2 separate regions of the Mus musculus genome follow, and region 2 is linked to region 1. A link is a contact called in public promoter capture Hi-C data. All regions are on one chromosome and are shown on one strand. Each heading gives the region's core, a stretch centred on a gene start, on an enhancer-like site or on the middle of the called end of the contact. The rest is flanking DNA. Distances are from core to core; before and after follow the strand shown.

What was found. Promoter capture Hi-C pulls out the DNA fragments that hold promoters and counts their contacts.
Region 2: a contact with region 1 is called in a promoter capture Hi-C map of stem cell-derived epiblast-like cells, with 4 times the contacts expected there. The contact joins the promoter of Gdap1l1 here to the promoter of Ttpal in region 1. A contact is called at or near these places in 6 of 39 promoter capture datasets (the 3T3-L1 cell line, the HPC-7 cell line, embryonic stem cells and 3 more), 4 of 484 Hi-C or Micro-C datasets (CD4 T cells, the HPC-7 cell line, embryonic stem cells and 1 more), 1 of 115 datasets of contacts at active chromatin or transcription factors (pancreatic cancer cells) and 2 of 9 other capture datasets (adipose tissue and pancreatic islet).

Annotation. Positions count from the first base shown.
Region 1 is chr2:163,597,850-163,604,712 of GRCm38.p6, forward strand. Ttpal (tocopherol (alpha) transfer protein-like) reads left to right here and starts at 4,465. Exons shown (of 5, transcript NM_181734.3): 1 at 4,465-4,565.
Region 2 is chr2:163,435,308-163,442,170 of GRCm38.p6, forward strand. It overlaps Gdap1l1 (ganglioside-induced differentiation-associated protein 1-like 1), which reads left to right and starts at 3,160. Exons shown (of 6, transcript NM_144891.2): 1 at 3,160-3,418. The coding sequence starts at 3,239.

The DNA.
Region 1 (6,863 bases), core at 3,215-5,714:
CATCTCCAGCTCCAGGAAACCCAGTGCCACCTTCTGGCCTCTGAGGGTGCTGCATGGGCATACATGCAGGCAAAACACCCACAGGCAGAACATAAAAATAAAAAAATCTTTTTAAAAATGTCAAGACAAGCATAACAGTCATAACTGTAACCACCTTGGAGGTATGATAGGAGAATCAGGAATGCGGGGTCATCCTCAACTACATGTTAGTTCAAGATAGTCTGCGACACATGAGTATATCTCAAAAGCAACAATAATGACAATTAAATAAAAAAAAAATAGAGGGTCCAGCAAGATAGTTTGATCAGTGGAGATGCTTATTGCCAAGTCTGTGGACCTGGGCTTGACCTGGACTTGACCTGGGCTTGACCTGGACTTGACCTGGGCTTGACCTATGTTGGTAGAGAACTAACTCCTGTGAGTTGACCCCTGACCTCCACAAATGCACTGTGGTATGTGTGTGCTAACACACACACACAAAATAAGCAAACATAATTTTGAAAGAATATAGTTTGTTGTAGGGTGTATCGCTCATATCTGTAGTCGCAGAACTTGGGAGACAGAGGCAGGAGAACTGCTGTAAGTTTGAAGCTACCATGTTCTACACAGTGAGTTACAAGCTAGCCAGAGCTACAGAGCAAAACCCTGTCTCAAAAACAGGGGTGTAAATACCTGTGAGCTGCATGAATATGCTTATACATTGCTTTTAAAAAGAAAATAGTCCCTTGAGTCGTGCCACCATCTCCAATATAGACAGCTGAAGTAGATACAGCTGGAGACAGCTCTGGTGCTCCAAGCCATTGTGGCACACTGGCAAGGAAGCTCAGAGAGGCCAGGATGCAGGGAAAGCTGACCTTTGGTGACCTTCTGATCTGGAGCGGGTGATCACAGCTAGCAGACATTCCGAGTCCCAGTGGACCAGATCTCTGGACATCATTCCTTGGAGTTCCCAAGGGGCCCCTGCACAAGGCTCACAGCTCTCCTTGTGCACATGGCAACGGGTCCTTTCAATGTGATGTTCCAGATCGGTTACTTCTGGCTGTCCAAGACAGGCAACAATACAGAAACTCAAGTCTCTGCTCACCTATTTAATTGTAAACGTGGACAGCTTCTGGCCCTTCCTTGATCCAAGCCTGTCTTTCAACCTCTGAAACCAAAGAGACAAGCGTGGTATAGTCTCTAGAATGAAGTAAAATTTGCGACTACACTGACATTTGGACTTGACTCTCATCTCGGATCCTTTCTGAATTGGAATGTCCTATTCTGTAAAGACCATCTCTCCCATTGTTTTCAGTATAAGCATTATAAGGATATATATCTATATAGATATATATCACATATATATCATATATATTATATATCACATATATATTATATATAAACATATACAGAAGGATATATACATATATGGGTATATGTTACATATATACATGTATATTTAGATATATTATATGATATGAGCCTAGTGCCTCATTGTCTACAGCTGCTCAACATGAGAAAACTCTCCTGTTTTGTTTGTCTGACACCCTTCTGCCATCTCTAAACTTTCACTCAGGAAGGCTGACCATCCTCACCAAGCTCATCTCCCCCTACTGTCAGCATCTAGAAGTGCAGGCTGGGCTGCCAGGGCCACCGGTAAACTGTTCATCTGGAAGAGAGGTTTAATCTCAACACCTGGGCCAGCAGGGCTAAAGCTTTGCTCCAGAAGCCTCCTACTATTTGTGCAGCTTGAGAAAAGTTATTTTTGTCTTATGAGCTCATTTAATCAGCTTTTTTGTTTTGTTTTTGCTTCTGAAGACTATGTTAGTTACCTTTCTATTCCTGACAAAGCCACTTAAGAAGGGAAGAGTTGGTGGCCAGCAGTGGTGGCTCACACCTTTAATTCTGGCATTTGAGAGGAAGAGAGAAGTGGGTCTCTGTGAGTTCTAGGCTATCCCGGTCTATGTAGTGAGTTCCAGGATAGCCAGAGCTCCTGTCACAAACACACACACACACATACACACACACAGGAAGGAGGAAGAGTTTATTCAGGCTCACAATTCAGGGTACAGAGGCCATCATGAAAAGCAGCACTTAAGGTAGCCAGTCATATTGTGTTCCAGTCAGGAAGCTTAGTGAGAGAAGTGAACAAAGGCTGCTGCTTAGCTGCCTTTCTCCACAGTCCAGGATCCCAACCAGGGAATGATCCCAGCTAGTCTTCCCTATTCAGTGAGCCACAGTTAAGGCAAATTCCTATAGACATACCCAGATATCCACTTCACGGGTGATTCTAGAGCCTATGAATTTGACAGATAACACTAACCAGCCCAGGGATCCAGATGTTTGGGAGCCTGAATAGATTGGCCAACGTCATATAATTTGAATTAAGATTAGTAGATTTCGGTGGATGAATCATGTCCTGTCCCCTGAGATGTCCTCATCTTAGCCTCTGTAATTTGTAAATATCTCATGGGGTCAAAGAGATGTTATAGGTGTGCTTAAGGATCTTCAGATGGTGAGACTATTCCAGGTTCTCCCAATAATGGGCCCAATGTAACTGTAAACATTCTTATAAGTGAGAGGCAGGAAGCTGGAGGTGACGTGTCTCCTGATCTTTTCTACTCAAGAGGCTGAAGTGGGAGAACTGAAAGTTCAAGACCAACCTGAGTAAGTGTCTCAAAAACAAATCTTTGAAACAGGGTCTTACTCATGGTCCTGACTGGCCAGCTGACCTCAAACGCAGCTGAGGTTAAAGGCGTGCATCACGATGCCCAAATTTCTCAAATATTTGAACATGACTTTTGTAAGAGACATGAGCATTCACACTTATGATTCCAGGACTTCCAAATGTGACACAGAAGGATTGTGGACTTGAAGTCAGCCTAGATTACATCAAGTTCTCTCTCTCTCTCTCTCTCTCTCTCTCTCTCACTCACACACACACACAAAGAGAGAGAGAAAGAGAGAGAGAAAGAGAGAGAGGGAGAGAGAACACAGAGGGGGTATTCAGGACTCAGTCAGTTGCCGTTGTGACAACAGAAGCAAGATGTCGGAGTGATGTGGGGAAGACCATGGACCAAATAATACCAGTAGCTCAGTAGCTTCTGCAAGTTGGAAAAGAGAACCAGTACCCAGAGAGACAGCAGCCTTCCCAGCTCCCCGGTGTCTTTAGCAAAGCAACAAAATACATTTGTGTTATTTGAAGTCACTATGTAGTAATTTGTTATAAATGGAACAGGAAACTAACACTTAGATTTGGGCGGGGGGGGGGCGCGGACGGGGGACAGGACACCTATTTAAATGTGAGTTTCTGAGAAACAAACATTTCTAAAGTATGTGTCCCAAATGTTACATAAGGAACCTAGTCTTAAAAATAGACCTTTGTTTATCTGAAATTCAAATTTAACTGAGAGTTCTATATTTTATTTGGCAGCCTAGAAGCTGGTGACTGGAGAGAAGGGAGGACTGCAAGTCTCATGACTTGTAACCTGGGGTGGCGGCACACACTCACTGTCTCAGAAGACAAGGCGCAAGAGTCATGAGTTGGGGGCCAGCTGGTCTACAAAGGCACCCTCTATTAAAAACAAACAAAACAGATAAACATAACTCAGAATTCCCAGGGTACCTCGAACCCCTCTCACATATTTAGTTTGACATCTGGCAAAATCCATTGTGTCCTTATGTCCTTGAAGGTCACTTCCCACCACTCTAGGACTCCACTTATTCATAAGGTAGGGAAAGGATGAGGGACTTAAGGTTATCCCTTTGAATATGACATTTTCTTAGACCGACGAAATTTCTCTCTAGAAATGGTCTGTTGTCCTTATTCTACCTAAAAGAGATTTGCCTCGAAATTACAGTTGCACAAACCATGGGTATGTGTGGTGAGGCTAGTAAATGGGTCAGATGTGGAGTTAATAAACTCCTTTTCAAACTACTGCTGTCTCGAGACAACATTGTGAGCCCCAGAGCAGGAAACAAGTAGTTTCTGAGTCGGGGTCCAGGGCAAGAATCGTTATTCACGAAGAAATAGAGGCGAAGAGGCTAGTGCACTTGGCCAAAGCGGCTCAGCTGATGGCATACTGACACAGGCAGCCAGTCCAGACATCAGCTGAGGACAGAGTAGTTCTGCAAATGATAAGCCTGAGGTCTAGGTCTGAAGCTGGTTTCTGCATTGATTTGCCGCTTCTCTAGAGGTCACAGCAGGCAGGGGGATTGAAAAAAAAAAATATATATATATATATAAAATGAAAATAAATAAATAAAAAGACAATTTAATGAGAAAATGATGTAGAACACTAGGCATATGGCAGTGTGTTCCAGCTTCCCTCCCCGAGGCCTCAGTTTCCCCACCCGAAACCCAACTCAGCTGCACAGCCGGGGCCACCAGGTGGTGTCAAGCCCCAAGTCAGCACTACAAAGTTCACTCATGCGCATTCCCGGATGGGCGCCGCCTACACGCGGCTCGAGCGTCACTTCCGGCGCGAGGGCCGGGCCGGCCGGCCGGGGAGTGCGGGTCTGTTCTGCGCGCGCTGCCAGCCGAGGCTCCTGCCGCCGTGACCCGCGCTCCGCCCGCCGCCGGGCTGGTGAGTGCCCACGAGCCCGGGTGTGCGCCGAGGGGCCAGAGATAGGGACCGGAGAGGGCGAGATCGCCGGAAGTGGGCCAGAGGGGCGGGAGACCCCAGGAAATGGGGACACCTGGGGAGGGGGCGAAGACCGGAAGTAGGGGCCTTGGGACGCTGTCAGCGGCTCGCAGGTCTCTGGGGCTCCGAGAGAGATGGCTTCCTGCCTCCTGTTGTTGTGGACGAGAGGGGATGCCCCGGAGAGAGAGATGGCTCCAGGTGGGGAGGGTGTCAGGCTTTATTTCCTGTCCATCACGTCGTTGTCGAGGCTGACAGCCACTGCTGAGCCCTTGGGGATACAGCAGGAAGCTGCAGGTGGAAGATAGAGATGATGAGACCAGGGTGGGGCTTGACCCTTCTTCGCTCTGCCTCACTGGACAGGGCTTGCCGTACTTCCCCTGATGTTGACGGAGTGCTGTCGCGAGCCGGCACTGGGTCTTGTGGTGACTCCACAGGCAAGTTCTCTGGCCTGTAGTGATGATTCACATTGTAGGAGGTCAGTTCCCTCCTTTGTAAAGTGGCAACTGACGATAATCAGCACGCTCAGTTATTGTGAAGATGAAATGTGGAGCCGACAGTGTAGTTCAGTGGGAGAGTGGTGCCTTGCATGTGCAAGGCCCTGGGGTTTATCTCCAGCAACAAATGCCCAGGAAGAAATAAAGAAACAGATGTACAATGGGGAGCTTGATTCAAAGCAGAACCCTCAGCCTGTAGGACCTCTTTGCATCAGTCCATGATGTAAACCGCACGAGGCAAGGCGTTATTGTTTTCTGCTGTGTCCCTAGCATCTGTCAGCACAGTGCCTGACAGGTACAGGAGGCCATCAGTAATTCTTTGATAAATGACTGGGTGGGAACTGACCCAGAAGAGTTCCTTGTAGACACCTGTGACACTAAGTAAAAGTTTCTAAAGACGAATAGGAACCCAGGGCTGTAGAAACCTGGAGGAACTCACCCTGAGGAAGGGGGCGGGGGGGGGGGGGGATGGAGCGGGGATTTACAGACTAGATCCCATCGCAGTTGGGCCTTGGCAGCTAACATGGAGAGAAGCCTTCATGCAGAGAGTGTCAGATGTGTGAGATAGTCTAAGAATGTGGATTATTAGTTTGTCCTCCCTGGTAAATGGAGGAGAGAAAGGAGAGGGCCTTTGGGGCTAGTTCTATAGTCTGTGGCACCGCGGTCAATCTCAGGCAATGAATTAGGATTCTAGGCACCTACCTGTTGGAAACAAGTTGCCATGGAAACAGCCCAGGGCAGATCCCGTGAGATCAAGATTGTCCCATCCCTTGCTCAGCACACCTCTGTAAAAGTACATTAAAATAAAATATTTATGATGTGGGACCTATATGTCTTATAGCTTTTTAGGTGCTACATTCAGGTTAATGCACAAGACCTGACTATCACACACTGATTACCTACACACATGTCAAGAATGGGAGATGTGCTAGTCCACAGAGCTCACACCCAAGCAGCTCAGACAGTCAGGAGTCAGTTCACATACACTGTCCCCTCTCACCTGGATTGGTGAACTTTCTACACCAGTGGTTCCCAACCTGTGGGTCGCGATTCACAAAGAGCATTGGAAAATACAGATGCTGACATTGTGATTCATAACTAGCAAAATGATGAAGTAGCAATCGAAACACTTTGATGGCTGGGGTAACCGCAACATGAGCTGTATTAAAGGGTCACAGTGGTAGGGTGAGAACCTCGGCTCTAGGTCATCACTTCCCTGCGGTACATGTTTAAGATGAAAGTTACTTCTCACTGGTACTTTCTGCGATGTGTAGGTGCTCATGGCATGGTACACACCTGGAGCTCAGAGGTCAGCCTTGAGTCGGTTCTCTCCACTTTTACAGGGGTTTTGTAGATTTTGGAAAGTTCATTTCTATGGTTTGAACTCAGCCAGGCTGGGGCTTCAGGTGGGCCCGCCATTCCACACCCCTCATGCATACATGAGACAACCGAGTGGTCCTTTTGAGTAGAAATCGGATCATGTCAAACCAGCTCTGCCTTTCCTCTCTCAGCACAAAAATTTGAGGTTCTCACTGGCCTACAGCGTCCTGACCACTACCCGCCAGTAGGCCTCTGAATTCATCTACTTTCACCTTGCTTCCTTCACTGGGCTACACTGGGTGTCTGGCTTCTCAGAAAAGCCAGGCATTTTCAGATACCTTCACCCGACCATGGGATGTGTTTGGCATATCCTGTCTTCTCATTTTTGCTCAAGTGTTAACCTACGGGAGCCTTGCTGCCTGACTGC
Region 2 (6,863 bases), core at 1,910-4,409, 160 kb before region 1:
CCTGCTCCAGCAATCTGGCCTGGGGGTGGCGGTGGGACATTTTATTAGGGCCGTGTTCCTGATCTGTCATATCTAATGGAGACCCTCATTCTCTCCATCTTCCTCCTTCTTGGTTCTTCTTTCTCCTTTTTCTCCTTAGTCTAACCTAGAACTTCCAGTCAGGGTGGCTCGCTGAGGTACCTAAGTGCTTTAGAACATTTGCAAGGACATGAGTTCAATTCCCAGCAATCATCTATAACTCTAGTTCCCAGGGGATCTGACACCCTCTTCTGGCCCTTAGACACATAAAAATCAATCTTAAAAATAGCAATGAAAAAGGCAAATTAACTCTCTCATACTAAAGTATTTCATTTGAGAAATATGATTCTGATAATTTACTCCAAGTTCTCCAGCCTTCAGTTAAACAAGAATGGAAGAGGGACAATGTTTTAATAACAATTGTGTCTAGTGATGGATATATGAATGTCCAATGAACTTTTTTCTTTCCTTCCTTCCTTCCTTCCTTTTCCTTTCTTCTTTTCTCTTTCTTTTCCTTCCTTCCTTCCTTCCTTCCTTCCTCCCTCCCTCCCTTTCTCTCCCTCCCTCCCTCCCTCCCTCCCTCCCTCCCTTCCTTCCTTTCTTCCTCCCTCTCTCTCTTCCTTCCTTTTTCTCTTTTTTTTTTTGTATGTTTGAAAATTGAAAACAAACAAGCAAAGAAAAATGCTAGAATTACATCTTTTGCCTCACTTGAGAAAACACCTCCATGAGATCAGGCTGTAGAGCATTTTCTTAGTGATTGATGGGGGTTGGGGCAGCCCACTGTGTGTGTAGCAGGGTTGCACCTCTGGACTGACTTTCCTGTTATCAATAGGAAATTAGGCTGAGAAGCCATAGAGAGAAAGCCACTAAGCATCACTCTTCCATGGCCTCTGCTTGCATCAGCTCCTGCCTCCATATTCCTGCCTGGTTTGAAGTTCTGCCCTCAGTGAACTACAATTCATGATATGTAATTGTTTTTATGTTTCAAGACAGGATTTCTCTGTGTAGCCCTGACTGTCCTGGAACTCACTCTATAAACCATGCTGGCCTCAAACTCAGAGATCTGACTGCCTCTGCCTCCCAAGTGCTGAGATTAAAGGCGTGTGTCATCACTGCCTGGCCGAGATATATAATCTTAATAAACCCTTTCTTCTCCAAGTTACTTTTAGTCTTGGCATTTCATCATAGCAATAGAAACCCTCACCAAACCAAGTGGTATTTCCTAGAATGATTAACCGAAGGAGAAAGACCACCCCCTCCCTACTATGGACACCACCTATGCCTATTGATAGCCCAGTATAAAAAGATCTAAAGAAAAAGAAGGGCTGCTTTTTGCCTGCCTGCCTTTGTGCCCTGCTGGAGAGTGCATGTACTTGGCTGCTGCTTCTGCCGCCATCGCCATCATCCTTCACTGGGACAGAACCCAGCTTCTTTGGCCTTCCAATCCAAAGACTAGTAGCTCCCTAGGCCTGCAGAGCCCTGTTAGAAGTGCTGAAACTTCACCCCCACAGACTAAGCAGCTTCTGAGCTCCCAGGTTCTCCAGCATGCAGACAGCTGCTACAGGACCATTCAGCCTGGTTCGTGGAAAGCGATCTAATAAAAAACCTGGGGAGACCAATTAAACAATGAGACTCAGAAAAAAATGCAGCTCCAGGCTCCTGGCAGCCATGGCATAAAGGAAAGAAAAAGTTCCACAGAAGTTCGCTTACTTTAGTAGAAGAAAAAAATAAATAAATAAAAATAAAAATAAAAATAAAAATAAAAATAAAAAAAAGACCAGCCACGTCTTCAACACTGTCTGTGAGGTGAAGTGTCCAGGACTCCGAAACAGCAAACAGTGAGGCCTGCTCTCCCAGTTACACTAACTCATAAGAGCAGGGTTCGACAAACGGGCTCACGAGACAGGGGTTCTTAGTAAAATTGGCCTACATAAGTACATTCTGTGACGTTTGCAGACATTGCCCAAGGATATATTTCTTATAACTTCTCCCACTCTTTAGGGGCCAGCAACTGTATTTTTCAACTACTATCTCGGGGTCCACTTCTCAAAGGTAAATTATGACATTAATAACATTCATATTCTGGGACTGAAGAGGTGGCTCAGCTATTAAGAACACTGGCTGTTCTTCCAGAGGACTGGTGTTCAAATCCACATGGTGTCTAACAACTGTAACTCCAATTCCAGGGGATCTGACACCTCTTCTGGCCTCCGAGGGCACTAGACATGCATCTGGCACCCAGACATATTCATGCAGACAAAAACACCCATACACATACAAATAAATAAATATCTAATAAAATATTTTCCAGGGGAAGCATGGGTATGCTTAGGTAACCTTACCTAAGTTCCAAAGAACATTTAAAATCTCCTACAGGAGAGGCACAAGGGCTGTCTACAGACTCCTACCTGGCTACATATCCTAGGGTAATGGTGTCACCTAGGATCCCACCAATGGTACCCCTCCTCACCTGGGAAAGTCATGTCTACATAGCTAAGACACATGATTCCTTTAAAGAGCTTGAGTTGCTGCTTGCAGGACTGCTGAATCACGAGCCAGTCCCGTCCTGTATGAAGCCAGCCTTGAGTTTGAATCTCAGCTCCACCAGTTAGCAGCTCTATGACCTTGAGCAAGGTCACTTCTCCTCTGAGCCTCCCTTTCTTCCTCTGTAAATCAGGCCAAAGGGGTAGACCGCTGGAAAGCCCTTAGTGCCTGTGCCTGGGCAGAGAGAAAGTGCCGATGTGGTTAACAAATTACAATTCATCCCCTTCTGCTGTTGGAAACCCTTTAGGAAGGGGAACATCAGAAAATGGAGTTTCAAATAAAGCTATCTCCAGACACTACTTGTGAAAAAGGGTTAACAGACCTCTATACTGCCATTTATCTAAACTAAGAAGTGTTTCCGCAAGATTGAGAGGCACAAATGCGTAATTATGGTGAAGTCTTTGGCAGGTGACTGACCAACTGTGAGCGCTCTGGGGGGCTTGGCCCGGGTTTCTGCAACCTTCCCTCCCTAGGGCCCTCAGGGAGGACCTCCAGCTGGGAGGAGGAGGAAAGAGCCCCGGGATCCCCTTGCCCCTCCTCCTGCACCCAGTGAGTAATGACATCGCGGGGAGGGGGAGGAGGAAGAGGGGCAGGCTCGAAGAGGCCATGTGATGCTGGGCGCCAGCGAGCCGCTGCCGAGCCGCCTCCTTCCTCCTTCCTCGGATCGCGGGCTGTCATGGCGACCCCCAACAACCTGACCCCCACCAACTGCAGCTGGTGGCCCATCTCGGCACTGGAGAGCGATGCAGCCAAGCCGGTGGAGACCCCCGACGCGCCCGAGGCATCCAGCCCCGCCCATTGGCCCAAGGAGAGCCTGGTTCTGTACCACTGGACCCAGTCCTTCAGCTCGCAGAAGGTAGAGCGGGCGCGGGGTGCGGACAGGCGACTGGGAGGGGACCGGAGAGAGAGGCAGGTAGCACCGGGGGTCCCCGGAGGGAACTGTCCTGAGGGGCCGCAGAGCCCTGCCCCAATGCCAGGAGCATCTCCTTAGGCCTCGTTTCCTCCTGGGGACACCTGAACAGAGAGACAAAGGCCGGGGACAGACCTGCCCTGCCGGCAAGCGGCCTGATGGGGCTGAGCAGAGGAAGCCTCACTTTAGGCCAGCTTTCATCCCATCCACTGTTCCAGACACTCTCGGGCCACAGCTCTGAGGCCCTCGTTCTAGCAGGGGTCTTCTTCAGTCAGGGACTTAGGAAGTCTTTCCTCCCGCCGTCACCCTTTCTCAAGAGCTGAGAAGGAAGGAGTTAACCCATCCCCTCAGAGCAGCTGGCTTGCCCATCAGATTTGTTTTGCTCTTAAAGGCACAGACCGGCTTTGGCTCCTTAGACCACTTAGAACACTCCCCTCCTTTCTAGGGTAGGGGCAGTTGAAAGTACACCTTAGTACTGTCACCGGGGTTTCCGCTTTGTAGGAGTGAGATTAGGCTCTGCGCCCAATACCTGGTGGTTCTAAGGGACTCAGTCTCCCACCCTGCCTGGGTAGCAGTCCTGTCTGTAGCCAGTGGGTTCAGCACCATGGCCAGAGCCCAGAACTCGTTCTAAGGCATAGCTGTTTGTTACCTGACTACCCCAGCTCCCCACCGCCCTGTCCCATGCCTTCATTTTACACATGGGGGCCGGCAAGTATTGCTGAAGATAAATGCTTGGGAAAACAAAGACTTGGATTTGTGTTTTGGTCCAGGTTAAGTTTTATAACCTGAAAAATGGGATAGTGATAGAGGTAATAATAGCCACCAGGAACTTGAACCCCTCAGTAGAGTTTCTGGAGGGGCTGTTTAAGGGGTGACACAACAGTACTCCAGGCTGGCTCTACTCACACCCCACTGTGCCTTGAAATCACTTCATGATCCTGGCTAAGACACAGCCTGCCAGAATCTGCCCCAGATGGCTGTTAGTCTAGAGGCCCACCTAGGTGATACTGAGAAAGTTGGGCTACCTATCACTCTTTGGTCTCCCAATTTAGAGTCCTTGAGTCTGAGATTAGCCAGGGAGAGCCCAGTGGGAGAACCATCTTCTTCGCTGGCCCACTATGAAGCTTTGGATGCCTCGGTTTACCTCTCCAAAGGCTAAGCGCTCTGATCTGTAAAGTGGAATAAACATTGTCACTTCTGCAGGGGAGCTACCGTGAGGATGATGTGAAATTGTGTAGAGAGAGTGTTGCTGTTGATGCCTGGTAAGGGATGGAGGGTCTGTTGATAAGGGTGTGAGGATTTGTTAAAGTGTTAGGGGGTGGAACAGGGATCAGCTCAGTAGCAGAGCTTGTGCTTAACGTGAACGAGGCTCTGGACTCAAATCTCAGCATCAAAATAAAAATTGCTAGATAAAGAAGAGTCGAAGCTAGCCAAGGTCACTCTGAGACCTGTCCATGCATTTTCATGTGCTTACCAAGCACCTACTTGCTTGCTGAGTGTGTCCTGGGTTGTACACGACACTGGGGATTTGAAGATGGGTCAGACTGACCTCCAGTTCCCAGAACTCTCCCAATGCAAACCTTCTGGAAGCAGACCTCGATGACTGGGATACAATATGTGGTAGTGGGAGGCATCCCCCTGCTGTCCCTCTAGAGACTCTCCTGCTCCTCTCTCAGGGAAGATTCACGATTCAGCCTGAGCGTGGGGCATAGGTGGGCTGGAGTTAGGGAAGGGACTACTCACAGCAGCACTCCTTTAGGCTAAGTGTCTCTCAAGCTAGCTAGGCATCCTCGTGCCTCCTCCACCAGGGTACAGTCACACAGCCTGAAAGCAGCACACAGGAATAGGAGGATGGGTTTGACAATCATTTGGCTGGGTTCATATCCTCTTGGCTGTTTATCCTCTGAGTGACTCTGGGCAAGTCACTTCACCTGTCTATGACTCAATCCTCACCTGCAAACAGGGCCTTGCTTTTCTCTGGGCTCTGCAGATTGCCTGGGGGATTTCCAGAACACTGGTGTGTGTTAAGAGCCTAGTGTGCAGTAGGAACACAGTGGGTGCATTCCATCTTCCCCTTTGGCCCTTAGGCCAAGCTTGCTGCAGAATCTCTGGGAAGCCCCTCCTTGATTGTATCTGAGCTCTTACTTGCAGAAATGTCCTACCTTAGAGAGTGATGGCAATCCCTGTGGGCACTGGGGACTGTAGTAGATCCTAAGGGCAGCAAGATCATGTATGAGCCCAAAGTCTAGACTCTGGGCCTAGCCAGCTGGGCTGCCCCTGACTAGCAGGACTATATACACACATTACTTTGCCTCTTGTGTCTCAGTGATGCATTTGATAAACTGGGGGGTAAAGGCAGTATGTGAACTCCTGAGCATTGCCTAGAAAGTACATGGCATGTGCCAAGGACTCTGTGATTGCTGACTGCCATGAAGACACCAGTTGTGACATGAGACACATTCAGTCCTTGTCCCTCTCAGACCCTGTGGATATCATAACCTCTCTAGGTTTCACCTTGTTTGGTCTTTTGTGGGCAACACTAGTAACTCAACCTGAGGGTGTGAGGACTGAGTGATGCCATGCACGGTCATGGATGGAGCTCCTGATTGATTACACAACTGCGCACTGACGGAGTGCTCAGGCACTGTCCTGGGTGGTGGTCAGAGGCCACAGGGCTGGGAAGAAGCTAAGACTGCTTACTGGGAATATGAGTATGGCTCCCATATGTCCATGGCCTTCTCTGAACCTCAGTTTCCTCAATAGGAAAATATATCAGCTACCACCTGCCAGCATCCCTCCTTCCCCATACAGAATGAATAGCCTTTCCTATCCCAGTGTCCTCTACATTATATATACACACACAGATACACACACACACACACCCACACACCACTCCCCATCCCCCTTATATCTGCTAGGTTGTTTGTTTATTTTGTTTTGTTTTAGCTTGTTTTTTTTGTTTTGTTTTTTGTTTTTTGTTTTTTTGTTTTTTGTTTTTTTTTTTGGGTTTTTTTTTTTTTTTTTTTACAGAACTAAGCTACTTGCTACTGGCTAGCTTTGCCAGGTCATGCATAGTCTCTAGGCTTGTTTCCTCTTGTAAAGTTTGGATAGTGACAGTGTTGGGGTATTCACAGGTACTGGTACCACATCCCAGAGTATCTGTAGGGAGTGTATGCTTTAGTTCACATAAGGCTGTCTGTACATCACTTGGGACAGTAGACGGATGTAAGAGTGGCCTGGTGATGATCTTGCTATTTCTATGAGAGTGGTCTCAGGCTATCCTGGCACCCTGAAACATATCTGAGTAGAGGTTCCTTCGCCCCATCCTCTTGGACCCTTCCCCTGTCCCAGCTGTGCCTGCGAGGAGCCCTGTACCAGCCTTCAGCCCCCA